Regions from separate parts of the Sus scrofa genome. Here region 2 is linked to region 1. The links are chromatin contacts, called in public promoter capture Hi-C maps. All regions are on one chromosome and are shown on one strand. The core of a region is the stretch at or near the end of the contact, and the rest is flanking DNA. Distances in the headings are between cores, read along the strand shown. Region 1 holds the start of CCDC25 (coiled-coil domain containing 25). Region 2 holds the start of HMBOX1 (homeobox-containing protein 1).

Region 1 (5,991 bases), core at 758-3,257:
GTTTCATTATTCCATTATGAGAGCATAGAAGAATAAAACTGAACAGATTTTAGTCAGCAATACTGATTTTAAAAGGAAAAGAAAAACTTCCTATTGAAATTTACTTCCTATTTAAAAAAAAATTTTTAGGGAGTAAACCATCAGTTGAAAAGCTTGGCTATCCATATGAAGTTATTTCCTACAGTTTCTGTACGTTCAAGTTGTTTCCTGTATTGGAATATGTAGTTTTACTACTATCTTACTGAAAAAGTAGTAATTTTTCCATTAACTTTACATCTTTAAAGCTGGATAAGTACAGATTTATTAGATTTAGAGGCCAAATACTTTCTGATAGGAATCAATTCTAATGTTATAATGAAAGACAATGAGGAAAAATATGATCCATAAATCTGCCAAAGCACTCACTTCTACTAAGGCCACCTGTGTGTATATGACTACTGCTCAAAGAATTTAAAGTCGCTTTAAGGCGAATACAGCTAGCATTAAAAAACATTTAGTACCAATGTGTCCTGCCTATATATTCCATTCTTGGACCTGGATAAGCATATTGTTGGGCACTCTCATGAATGGAAAAAATAAAAAGAGATTCTGGAGTTATCATATGGCAGAGGGAACAGAAGAGAAGAGAGGGAGAATGAAAATGCTATTGTGGAGGAGTCTATAACAATTTTTCAGGCTAGTGTGAATTCTGTTTCTAGTAATTTTAATAATGTGGGGAAGACAAACTAAACCTACAGAGGCAGAGAAATAACTTACAGCATACTGTGGAAGCCTACACTACTGAGAAAAATAAGGCATGACAGTGTGATAGATTAGGAGGGGCTGGGTAGGAGGGGGAGGGGTCTGTGAGTTAAACCTCTGGGCTTCAGTGTCCTTATCTCTAAAGAGCAAACACCATGGAGCTAGTTTCACTTAAATCTCACCTTTAACTAGGCAAAGAGAGTAGCGATAAATAGGGAATGTGCTAGAAATCTAAAAATATCATTCATTTATTCAACGAGTATTTATTGAGTAACTATTACAAGCCAGGCACTATGCTAGAGAAACAAGGAGCTTCTGTCTCTGCCCTCAAGGGACTTAAACTCTAGCTCAAGCAAAGAACATTATAATACTATATGGTAAGTGCAATCCAAAGGTATACACGGATGTTAAGGCGGGTACCTGAGGAGGAATACCTAAGAAATCTTGGGGTGGAAACAAGGAGGGAAAGGCATTTGGAAAAGATAGGCCAGGACGGTCTCAGGGGAAAAGCAGTTAAGTGGAAGCTGATTCTACGAAAAGAGAAAAACAAAAGCAGAGAAATGAAGACATAGCATTTCCTGGGAACTAAACACACCCTTTCCTTGCCTGTCAAATACGAATCAGAAACATTACCATATGTCACTTTTCAAGTCCCGGGACAACAATTCTGCCCAGTGAGTGGCTGCCTCGCCATTCCGAGGTCTTCTTATGGCTCTTTGTAGCATCCAGGCCCTACAACCCTTTCCTAGAAGGGTAAGGCACACTTCCTGTAAAGCAGAGTTGTTGACAGGAGTATCTTTCCTTTCTCTAAGTGGGTAATTACCAAGCAGCAAGAAGACTGACGGTTACGTAGGTGGATGGGGAAGGGGAGTTTGGGGACGGGGGTGCGAAGAAGTCCACAAACTCTGCCTAATACCAGGTAGCGAACGGTCTTTCCGATAGAGGGAAAAGAACGACTCACGGAGGCAAAGCCAGTAGGGGGCATGGTCCCTCTACGTCCCCCAGGCCCTGACAAGGGGGCACACTGAGAAGACTAGGGAAACAGTGAGGGCGCGGGAAGGGGTATCCGCTGCCGAGGAGGCGCTTAAGGACCAGGCTCAGCCGCGGCCTGGGGATCTCGGCTTCGGAGGCTGGAGGTTGAGCAGGGACCCGGGAGGTCGCGGCGCCCACTCACCGCTGCTGCTGGTGAAGTAGAACACCATGATCCCGGCGACAGCACGGCGACTCCAGCGCAAACTAGCAATTCTCAACTCTGGAAGCTCAGAATACCGGAAGCGTGGAGGCCCCGTTCACCGGAACTCTTCCTTGCACTTCCGGCGGATGTCTAGTCGCGTCATAACGCCTGCCGCCGGCACCATCTTCAATCTGGTGGGGAGGAGGTGTTGGCTCGCTTTGGGAGCTCGGTTTACTCGGGAGTTGAGGGAAAGAGGGTGGAGCCAGCACAGTTGATGGTTGGATGACATTGCGGGAAAACTCCGTCTTCCGAAAAAAACAAGCCATTGTTTTCAGAACATCTTCCCGTGGGTGGTCAAGTCTTGAAGTTCATCTATTGGTTTGAACTACCTCTTCTTACCCGCAGAAGGACTTCCTGAGAGCAGAAACTCGACTTCACAGCTAGGTGTTCACTGAGCCAACCACGGTACTTGGTACTTAATAGCGGCTCATTAAATTTTGAAGGAACCCAAATTCCTTCGCTGTTCTCATTCTAGCTCCACCACCTGGGCACATTTGGTGTTGCACTTACCTTAGCTGCATAGTGAAAATAGAGCAGCTAATTCATAGGTTTTTTTACCCCCTAGGGTTTAGTAAATTAATAGACTTAAAGAGTTTAAAACAGAGCACTCTACCAGAGTTGTTAGTGATATTCTTTAGAGGTAAAATGCTTCTCTTTCTCTGAGTTTGGACTTGGACTGTTCTGCTTTAAATCTAAGAGCTGCCCCTATTACCTATGAGAGGGCAAATTCCAAACCTCTAAACCTCAGAGATCTTCCTGGCTGTAGAGTGGGAATGCTCCGACTCAAGGAAAGCTCCCACAGCATTTAGCTTTGACCTGATTATTTCTCTTAATTTCCTTCTGACCACTGCATTCTATGAAGTTAAGCTCATCACTTAACTGAATTTATTTAGAACTAAAAAATGTGCCAGAGACTCTGCCGGGAGCTGGTACAGAGATAACAGCAGTAGCTAATGAGTGCCTCAGAAACCTGTGGGCTTTCCAAAGCAAAAACATAGTTCTGTCCTGAAAATAGTAATTGTTTTCAGGCTCTCAGTTTTAGTCTCCATAAAATGGGGGTGATAATACCTATCTCATAGACTATGGAGAGCTGTAAATGAAATAAAACACGTAATACATGTAAGAATACCTAGCACATAGGTGTTATGTGCCATGATTTTTTTTTTTTCATTTAACTTGAAAAATCAAAAAATGAGCTAGAAATCTAACGTGTTTCTGGTTAAAAAAAAAAAAGGTTAGAGTAACAATAAGGTTTCAGATGTGAAAAATAATTGTCTCGAGAATCTGAGGCTACTTTACAAAAGCTTCTTACACCAGGTGACCCTAGAATGTGCCTCAAGTCGGAGAAGGTGCCTTTATTGTGTTGAAAACTGCAATTCCCAGAATGCACCGATACAACGCCTCGGGAGTGGAGCCTTGCCCCGCCGCAAGGGATTGTGGAAGACGTGGTTTCCGTGAGTACAGAGCGCCTTGCCTCAAGGGCGGGAGAATCTTAGAGACCGCCTCCAGAGTGGGCGGGGCAAGCGCTAGCGCGCAACCAATCACTGAACCAGCTCCTGGACGCGCTAGGCAGCGGCGAATCGGAACGCAGCGGCTTCCGCCTCCACTGGCGCGCGAGAATTTGAATACAGTGGGGGGACGTCGGGCTCTGCTGAGGAGAGGTCGCGGGTCTGAGGCTCAGGTGAGTGCAGCTAGGGGCCGAGGGTGAAAGACCCAGGAAACTGGGGGGTTCTGTGGAACGTGGGTGTGAATGTCAAGGAAAAAGAGCTTGAAGTAGGGGCTTGGTGCTTTCGTGGCTCCGGACTGAAGCCACCGAGCGGGTGTCCGCACTTGCAGGTCACCCGCTTTCCATTTTTCTGACGCCTGAGTTTTATCTCTTTGCCCTGACGACGTTCAGGGACGGAAGCACTTTTTCTCTCCTACCTTTCCTCTTTCAGCCCCAAAGGGTCTTCCCTTAAGCTGCACCTTGACACGAATTTCCAGAGACCCTGGTCTTTCTGTTTAACTTTGAAATAGCCCTTGGGTAATTTTTTTTTAAAAAAGCTACCTGATCCGAAGGAAGGAAAAGGGAAAACTTATTGAGTAACAAGTCTCAGGCTCGAGCGCTAACATACATGATTATGTTTATTACCTGCAGCCTTAGGATGTCAGAGTATTTTGTAAATAAGGAAACAAGCGGTTCTTCGGCTAGGAAAATGGGAGAGGATTACGCTTCCCGTTTTCCTGCTGGCTTCTTCAGATGAAAAAGAGACAGCTCTCCATTGAACCTGCAGGCTGTTGAGGATAGTCAGACTAACAAGACAATGTGCTAAATGAATGCTAAGGAAGTGTGGGGTGAAATGGAAACCTAGGACGAGAGCATCTAACATTGGAAAACTGGGTTGAGGGCTTTAGCAAGGACAGCTGCTCAGAATATAGAGTTATTAGACTTGTTATGAATTAATCAGGCTAATTGAAGAAAGTGTGCCCTGAAATGGGGAAAAATCCTTCCTCAGTAGGATCATTTCCCAGCTTGGAACCATGTACCGTTCCTACTTAGTTGATTAAATTGTATTGTCCCTGCTTAATTAGTTGCTACTGTGATGTTTTTCCTTCATGGTTTAAATCTTTATTAAAATGATTTGCTTTTTTAAAAAAACTTTTTAAAAAAGTGATGGTCTTTATAGACCATCACTTATCTGAGAACTTTTTAAGATTTATTTATTTTCTTTCTGTCTTTTCTAGGGCTGCACCACGGCATGTGGAGGTTCCCAGGCTAGGGGTCTAATCGGAGCTACAGCGGCTGGCCACAGCCACAGCAACTCGGGATCCGAGCTGCCTCTGCAACCTACACCACAGCTCACAGCAACGCTGGATCCTTAAACTACTGAGCAAGGCCAGGGATTGAACCTGCAACCTCATGGTTCCTAGTCGGATTCATTAACCACTGAGCCATGAAGGGAATTCCAAGATTTATAACTTGGATATACTGATTTTTCTTTTCCCCCCACACCTGCAACATATGGAATTTCCTTGGCTAGGGATCAAATCTGAGCCACAGCTGGGGCAACCGCCAGATCCTTAACCCTATGCACCATACTGGAACTCCTGATATAGTGATTTTTTAAAATACACATTGAATGAATTTGGCTACTGTCCTTTTGCTTTTAGGATTTCAATTAAGATGTCAGCCTTAACTCCAAGGAAAAGGAAGCAGCAGTCTTTGAACTCCGACAAGTGAGTCTCATTCTATGGGTAGAAACTCTTAAGAAAAAAGAAAACTCCATCCTCTTGTGTTTATCTTCTCCTATCTAAATGTTTCCATTCTTCCATTCACCTACTCTTTGTGGCTACGGTAATACTTTATATTCTAATTCTAGTCTGGTAATAATGTAAGTTTTCATAATTCATTGTTTAGTGCCTTTGGAGGGAATCAGAGAATGGACTGTTTTCTGTGACTTGCAAATGTGTGTCAAATCTTTATTACATTCTCCTTTCTGCTCTATTATGTAATATTTAATGTAGGGTTTTGCATATAGTAGATGCCCATCTATAGGCAATCTTAGAAAGCTGTAAACTCTATGTATGGCATACCAGAGATATAAATCACAGAACACACCCTAGATGGTAAGGGTGCTATGTAAAATCAGTCATTTTAGGGAACAAGAAATAGGTTTTATTTATTTTTTTGGTCTTTTCCAGGGCCACTCCCGCGGCATATGGAGGTTCCCAGGCTAGGGGTCTAATCAGAGCTGTTGCTGCCGGCCTACACCAGAGCCACAGCAATGCCAGATCCGAGCCGCATCTGCAACCCACCCCACAGCTCACGGCAACACCAGATCCTTAACCCACTGAGTAAGGCCAGGGATTGAACCCGCAACCTCATGGTTCTTAGTTGGATTCGTTAACCACTGAGCCACAAAGGGAACTCCAAGAAATAGGTTTTAAAACACATATAAGCACACACACATATGTATATCTCAAAGCTTCTTTTGTTTGTTTTTTTGTTTATGGCTGCACCCCCAGCATTGGGAAGT
Region 2 (6,332 bases), core at 2,161-4,660, 1.2 Mb after region 1:
CTGTTATAAGTGGGAATACTATCACCTAGATCAAAGGATGAAATGGGACAGTAAATAGCAAGCACCAGCACAGTGGCTAGCACACAATAAGTGCTCCATAAAAGGTAGCAATCATTCTTTTTAACTCCAAAGGTTGTTGCTTCTTGTAATATTTCAACTTCACCCTTTAATCTATTCTCAACAATATTCACGGACTTTGACAATCCTTCAGAAATGATTTATTCAACTACTATTTAGGAGCATCACACAATGGGGGTGTGGGAATATGAAGAGTCTGTAAGAAGTAGGACAGACATAAGACCAATGATTACAAGTGCTATCAAAGGAAGTTTGCCATTGAAACATATAAAAGGGGTACCTAATTCAAGGAAACACTAAAGAAGTGCTATTTAAACACAGACCTGAAACATGAAGAAATGAGCCAGGCAAAAAGTGTTGGAGGCAATGGAACACACTTAAAGTCCCAGAGGCAAAAGAGAGCAGGCGGACTTCAAGGAACTGAAAGACATACAATACAAACGGAACAAGGAGGTCAAGAGAGGAGAGCTAGACATTAGCCTGGAGAAGTCAGCAGGGCCAGAATCTACAGGATCAAGCAAGTCAAGTCAAGAATTTTAAGGAGTTCCCTTGTGGCTCAGCAGGTTAAGGATCCAGCATTGACAATGCTGTGGCTTGGGTCTGATCCCTGGCCTAGGAACTTCTGTATGCCGCAAGTGCGGCCAAAAAACCCCTCCCAAACCAAAAATAAAAAATAAAAACCCCAAAACCACAAAACTCTAAAACAGAACAACAAAAAAATAATTTTAAGACTATCCTAAGGGCAAAGGAAGCTACCAAAGGGTTTTAAAGGAACACTGCAATTTAAAACAACTTCTGGGCATGGAGTAGGGAATGGATTTGAGGGTGGGAGACCAGTTAGAAGGTTTTGTTGAATTTCAAGTGTCAAGTGAAAAGAGCCCCTACAAAGGCTGTATTGGTGGTACTGGAGAGAAACAGACCAGTTTAAGAACTGCAGAATCACCAAGATATGGTCATAGATTGTACGTGGGAAGGGTGTTTGGGGAAGTCATAATCTCCAAAACAAGAATGTACTCTATAAAAAATATTTCTGTGTTTCATGATAGAAATACAAAACATGGTTTATCACATATTCAGGAAGCAGTACACAAAGTTAAAAATTTTTAGGCCCTAGGAAAATTTATTCCAACTCTATGGGAGGCATGATACAAAAAAGAAGCCTGCTTACTGAGTGTCAGTGTTCTTGAAACACTTTGCTGTGTCAATAGATATTCTCACAGAATCATCAACTACCTTATTCCTCTAAGGCATTTTATGATTCTTGAAAGAAAAATAGTTTCTCTTTCCCCCTTTTTTATCTTCTTTAAATGAGGTAAGCAGGAGGATTTCATAAGCAAACCAAAGCATATGTAAACTAAACCCTAACTCTCTGATACCCTCAGCAAATGAGCTATTATGGAAAAGAACTGTTTTCCATTTTCCTGCCTCTGCACCGAGCATACATACCAAATGTGATTTATCCTTTATCAAGAAAACATGGTCTTTATTTCAAGCACTCAGGTGCAAAGCTCTTTTGCTTCTAAAGCTGAACCCTCTTCAAGGAAAGCCCTAGCCTACTCACCTTGCTTAACTGTTAAAGAGTCTCCTTTCCATAGAGCTGTCTCCCACTCCCCCAACCCCCATCATCCTCTAAATCCCTAAACACTGAACATGCTTCCATTTACCATGAAAACAGTGAAATATCATTTATTACTTTTGTATCTTCTTCATTGCACACTTCTTTTGGATATGGGTGGTGACTTTCAATTTGGCATTTTTACATGTCTTGAAAACTGACCCAGAAGCAAATTGATATCCTCAAGGTTTACTGATCTGTGTCCTTCTCCTTACCTAAACAGCTTTAGTGTTGAATCTACTTCTATTTCTCTGACTCCTCAGAAAACAGCTGAAACTCTGAAGAGCACAGGCCCTTAGCGTGTGTGTGCAGGCACCAGCCTGGGCTGCACACTTTGGAAAAGCATGCTCAAACAATTAAGAAAATGCACATTTTATTTTTCTACTAAAATTACAGGAAAGTAAAGATTTACAACACTTGGCTGCAGGAATGCGAATTTTAAGAGGTTGAGAAACAGCATCTCACACCTGCTTTTCTACTAATACCATACAGTTGGAATAAACTAGTTAAAGTAGCTAAATCTGTGTGCACACAGAGTAACGTGGCTCAAAATAAAGGCCTGAGCAGCCTCCCTACAAGCCAAGTGTTTTGAGTTTTGTGATGCAGAGAATTTTCCAGGTATCCTGGCAGGCTCCATCTAATCTTGGCTCATACAGTCCCTACAGCCCTAGACTGAATGCCTTGACACTTAAACCATATTATACAGGGTTTAAAACTTAAATCTTCCACGATCATACCATACCATGATCTCGTCCTTCTCTGAATATCAAAGACAGTTAGGAGTCTATAACAGAAAACTTAAGTGATTACTCTGCCCAATATTTTCTAAACTCTGCTCATATGTAACCAAAGCCTTTTCAAAAACTGTAAGAAACGCTAATCAAACGCCAATCGCGTGGAAAGAAGTTAACCAATTATAAAACTCACATGGCAGCTGTGAAATCAGTCAAACCTAGTTCATAAAGCCCAACCTCAGTTCGTGTGTGAAGTAAGGTGACAGAGTCAATCTCTTATCTAACCACAGGAGCCGCCAAGGGATAAATAAGATCTGGGGGTCGGGGGTGGGAGGTGGGATTCAAACTCAACCACAAGGAGCAGCTTTCCTTGGTTCACCCCACTTTCTAAGTCTCTAACTGCCACCCCTCTTCCGCGACGGTTCCCACCACAAGTTGGAAACGACGAAGTCCAAAAGGATATGGCATCACCTTTGCCCTCTGACCTAGGAGCAGAGACTCACCAATTTCATATTGGACTTTAGGTTGTTCAATATCAGTCACTGGACTCCTCAGAACCAGAAAGCCTCTTCCGGTTCAATCTCCGCCACCCGCCAGCCTCGAGCATCGCGGGACATGCAGTCTTTCTTCCCTACGCCCCCTTCCGGATGCATCATGGGAAATGTAGTCCTGTCTTCTTGCATCATGGGAACTGTGGTCATCTTTCCTTTTTCTCTCTTTCCTCCTTCCTTCGGCTCAAATTCTTCCCCGCCGCCAAATCATTCTCCCTCTCCATCCCAGCATGATATCATGTCCCCTGTCTGGGCCCAGAGCCCACGGTATTCTGGGATGTGTAGTCCCTACGACTCTGGCGCCCCTTTCCCCTCCTCCCTGTGGGAAGGCGAATGGCGCAGGTCTTGCCGGGAGCTGTAGTCCCCCAGGGCCTCCGGGCGCCGAGTCCCGCGCTTTTACTCGAGGGAGTAAGAAACTACAACTCCCAGGGCCGCCCGGCGGCAGCAGGTGGGAGCGGGGCTGTTGATATCAATATGGCGGTTGTCAGCCAGACAAAGACAGTCAGTCTGATGTGATTGAGACAAGGGAGGTTTTCAGGGGGAGACTGGGAGATAGGGGCCTCCCCTCCCCCTTCTCCTCTTCCTGCGCCGGCCTCAACCCCTCCCCAGTCCCCTCCCGACGGGCGCCCCACGCGGAAGACACCCCTCCCCCTCCCGCTTTCCCCTCCTCCCTACCTCAGCCCTTCGTACTGGGACGTTGGGGAGGGGGCTGTGCCGGGCGGAGAGAACTCAGCAAGGATTCTGAGGTGAGTCGAGCGATTTGGAAGGCGGGCTCCCTCAAGTCTCTTTCTTCACTTCTTTCTCTTCACTTTTTTTCTTTTTTCTTTTTGGAGGGGTTTGGGAGAGAAAGTGAGTGGGCCGGGGGTGGGTCTCTTAGGCGGCCCGACTGAGAGGAGGGAGGAAGCGTGGGGCTTCCGAGGGGGGTGACCCGGACGCAGGGTCTGGGGTGGGGCAGTTTGTGGGGGGCGAAAATGGAAAGGCGTCGGCTGCTCCCTAACTCTTTCCTCCTGGTTACCTCCTTGGTGGGCGGAAGGTTTGAATCCTGGAGGTGGGGTCTCTTGTTTGGAGTTTGGGAAACTGTGAGGGGAATTTGAGGTGTGGGTTTGTTTGGGGTGCAGAACTGTATTTGAAACTGGGTGACGTGTACTTGGGTGATGTGTTAGCCTTGAATAAATGTCTCTAGAGAGGAAGTTCGGGAGACGGAGTCGGAGCTTTTAGCTGGGCCTGGGCGGAGAAGCGTGCGCGAGGTGCGGGTCCTGGACCTCTGGGCTGGCGCCGCGGCGCGGGGTGGCCGTGGGGAGCAAGTCGTTTGTGTCCCATCGCCCGCTCACACTCCTTCTCCCATCCTCCCAGGGACACATCCCAACCCCAAACTCAGGGTAGGAGCACTGTAGACGTGAGATGCTGTGTGGATGGCTTTTTGCATCCCGAAGTCGGTAGCTAGGTGGGAAAGGAAAAGTGTTCTTAATATTTTATTCCGGAACCGTGTTTTGGTTACACTGTTGGGGCTACTTTGAAACGAGTCCTCCACCCACCGTTACCCCGAAACAGTAGGTGGAGGGATCTCGTTGCCGTCTTCGTGTTCAGTAGATTAAACACTAGTTAACATTCGGGGGCGTGGGGCGGGGGTCGAGAGTGCTGGTATGTGTACGCGTCTCTTTCTGGGTGTCAACTGAAGACACAGAATAACTGTTGTATATCCTGAGATAGGGCGATTTATTTTCGTAGTAGGAGAAACTGTTGGAAATTATTGGGGGTCCGGGGCGGGGGTGGGGGGAATCGCCGAAAGGCGCTGCTTGTATTTTTCCTCTACCCCACCCTGTTCTGTCTCGCATTTGTTTGAAACCTGGTGTGGAAAAGACGGGAAACATTGGGTGAGTGAGGGGGAGAATGCAGTTAGCATTAAAGATACTATACCATGTAAAGTTGAATGCTGGTAAAAAGTGATTGCTTTTATTTACCTCGGAGCTTTAAAAACCCTCTGTATCATATAGGGTAGAGTGATGTGACTAGTTCATTTCTTTGGGATTCTGCAGGTATTGAAACCTTTGCCTTCTCTACCTGCCTGCTCGCCTGCCTCCCTTCCCTCCTTCCTTCCTTCATTTCTTCCTTTCTTTCTTGGCATGGTACGTTTCTCTTCCTGGATGCCTCCTGCGCCTGTTTGTTTAGCTTGTGCTATATGGTCGTGCTTTCTGTGGTCGTGCTCTAAAATACATCATTCAGTGAAAACGAACTGCATTTGTTTTTATTTTGCATTCATTCCACAGGTAATTATCACATCAAGATTGAGGTGCTTTGCATTACACTTATTTTAAAATAGCACAACTAAGTTAGATCTAGTTGAGTTAATGTGTGTAAGTCAAGTTTGGAAAATTTGAATTCTGATTTTTTTTCGAATTTCAGTTAGAGTTATAAAGGAAAGGATTGCAACATCTCTTGTTTCTCACAATCTTTTAAATAACATTACACCAGGAGAATTTAAGATATTTTGTACTTTCTTCAGTCTGAAATATAATTTTTCAATACCCATTCTTTTATAACATATTTTTAGTGTAATGGACGTTTAATAAAGGAATTGACATGATTTATCTTTCAACTGCTGAGAATTTAATGTATTTACATAATTTGGCTCCAAATTTACCAATTCTTGAACCTATCAGTTAAGGATCTTAGATTCCATAAAAACTGAAAAAGTAACATAGTGTGTAATTTTATGGTACATTTTATAACCTTTGATTTGAAATTTGTGCAATTGGTCATTCACAGATAAGCTGACTATAAGCATGAGGTAGCATATATATTTAGATTGACCTGAATAGAAAAAAATTTGATGTTTTCTAAATCTCAAATTTAGAATATACAATATGTTGATACAAAGCTGAGTTTTTAATTTGTTACAGACTAGGATTTACAGAACTATTTGTTTTAACCTTCTGCTTTAGCCTGAAATGTTACCTTGTAAAAAATGGAGAAAAATCCTATATAACTATTAATAGAATGCTTTTTTGCTGAAAGAGTCCATTAAACATTGTTTTAAAATGTTTCATAATTATTTTAGAAAAAAACTAAAATGTTTGTTAAGAGTTGGAAAAATGTTAAAATATGAGGATATTTTCTCTTCCACCCACCCTCACCTCGGATTTAATTTTTGTTTGTTTTCTTCCACAGAAATGCAAAGTTACTTGCTGGGAAAAGCATTCATTAAACTTTTTCTAACTAGTGGTTGTGTTGAAACTAGATATATTCCTTGCATTTGATGGGGTGATTCTGTTGCATTTTAGGCACTGAGCATTAAAATGATGTAAAGCCTTTACTGCAGGTTGAAGCATAAAACATTCTCAGCATGTGGAAGTC

The links. Promoter capture Hi-C pulls out the DNA fragments that hold promoters and counts their contacts.
Region 2: a contact with region 1 is called in a promoter capture Hi-C map of liver, with 5 times the contacts expected there. The contact joins the promoter of HMBOX1 here to the promoter of CCDC25 in region 1. A contact is called at or near these places in 2 of 5 promoter capture datasets (liver and skeletal muscle) and 1 of 47 Hi-C or Micro-C datasets (heart right ventricle).

Annotation. Positions count from the first base shown.
Region 1 is chr14:11,493,057-11,499,047 of Sscrofa11.1, forward strand. It overlaps CCDC25 (coiled-coil domain containing 25), which reads right to left and starts at 2,008. Exons shown (of 9, transcript NM_001243572.1): 1 at 1,916-2,008. The coding sequence starts at 1,943. It overlaps ESCO2 (N-acetyltransferase ESCO2), which reads left to right and starts at 2,241. Exons shown (of 12, transcript XM_021074432.1): 1 at 2,241-3,656; 2 at 5,126-5,191. The coding sequence starts at 5,139.
Region 2 is chr14:12,689,197-12,695,528 of Sscrofa11.1, forward strand. HMBOX1 (homeobox-containing protein 1) reads left to right here and starts at 3,411. Exons shown (of 11, transcript XM_005670463.3): 1 at 3,411-3,724. INTS9 (integrator complex subunit 9) reads right to left here and starts at 3,244. Exons shown (of 17, transcript XM_001928998.7): 1 at 2,931-3,244. The coding sequence starts at 2,939.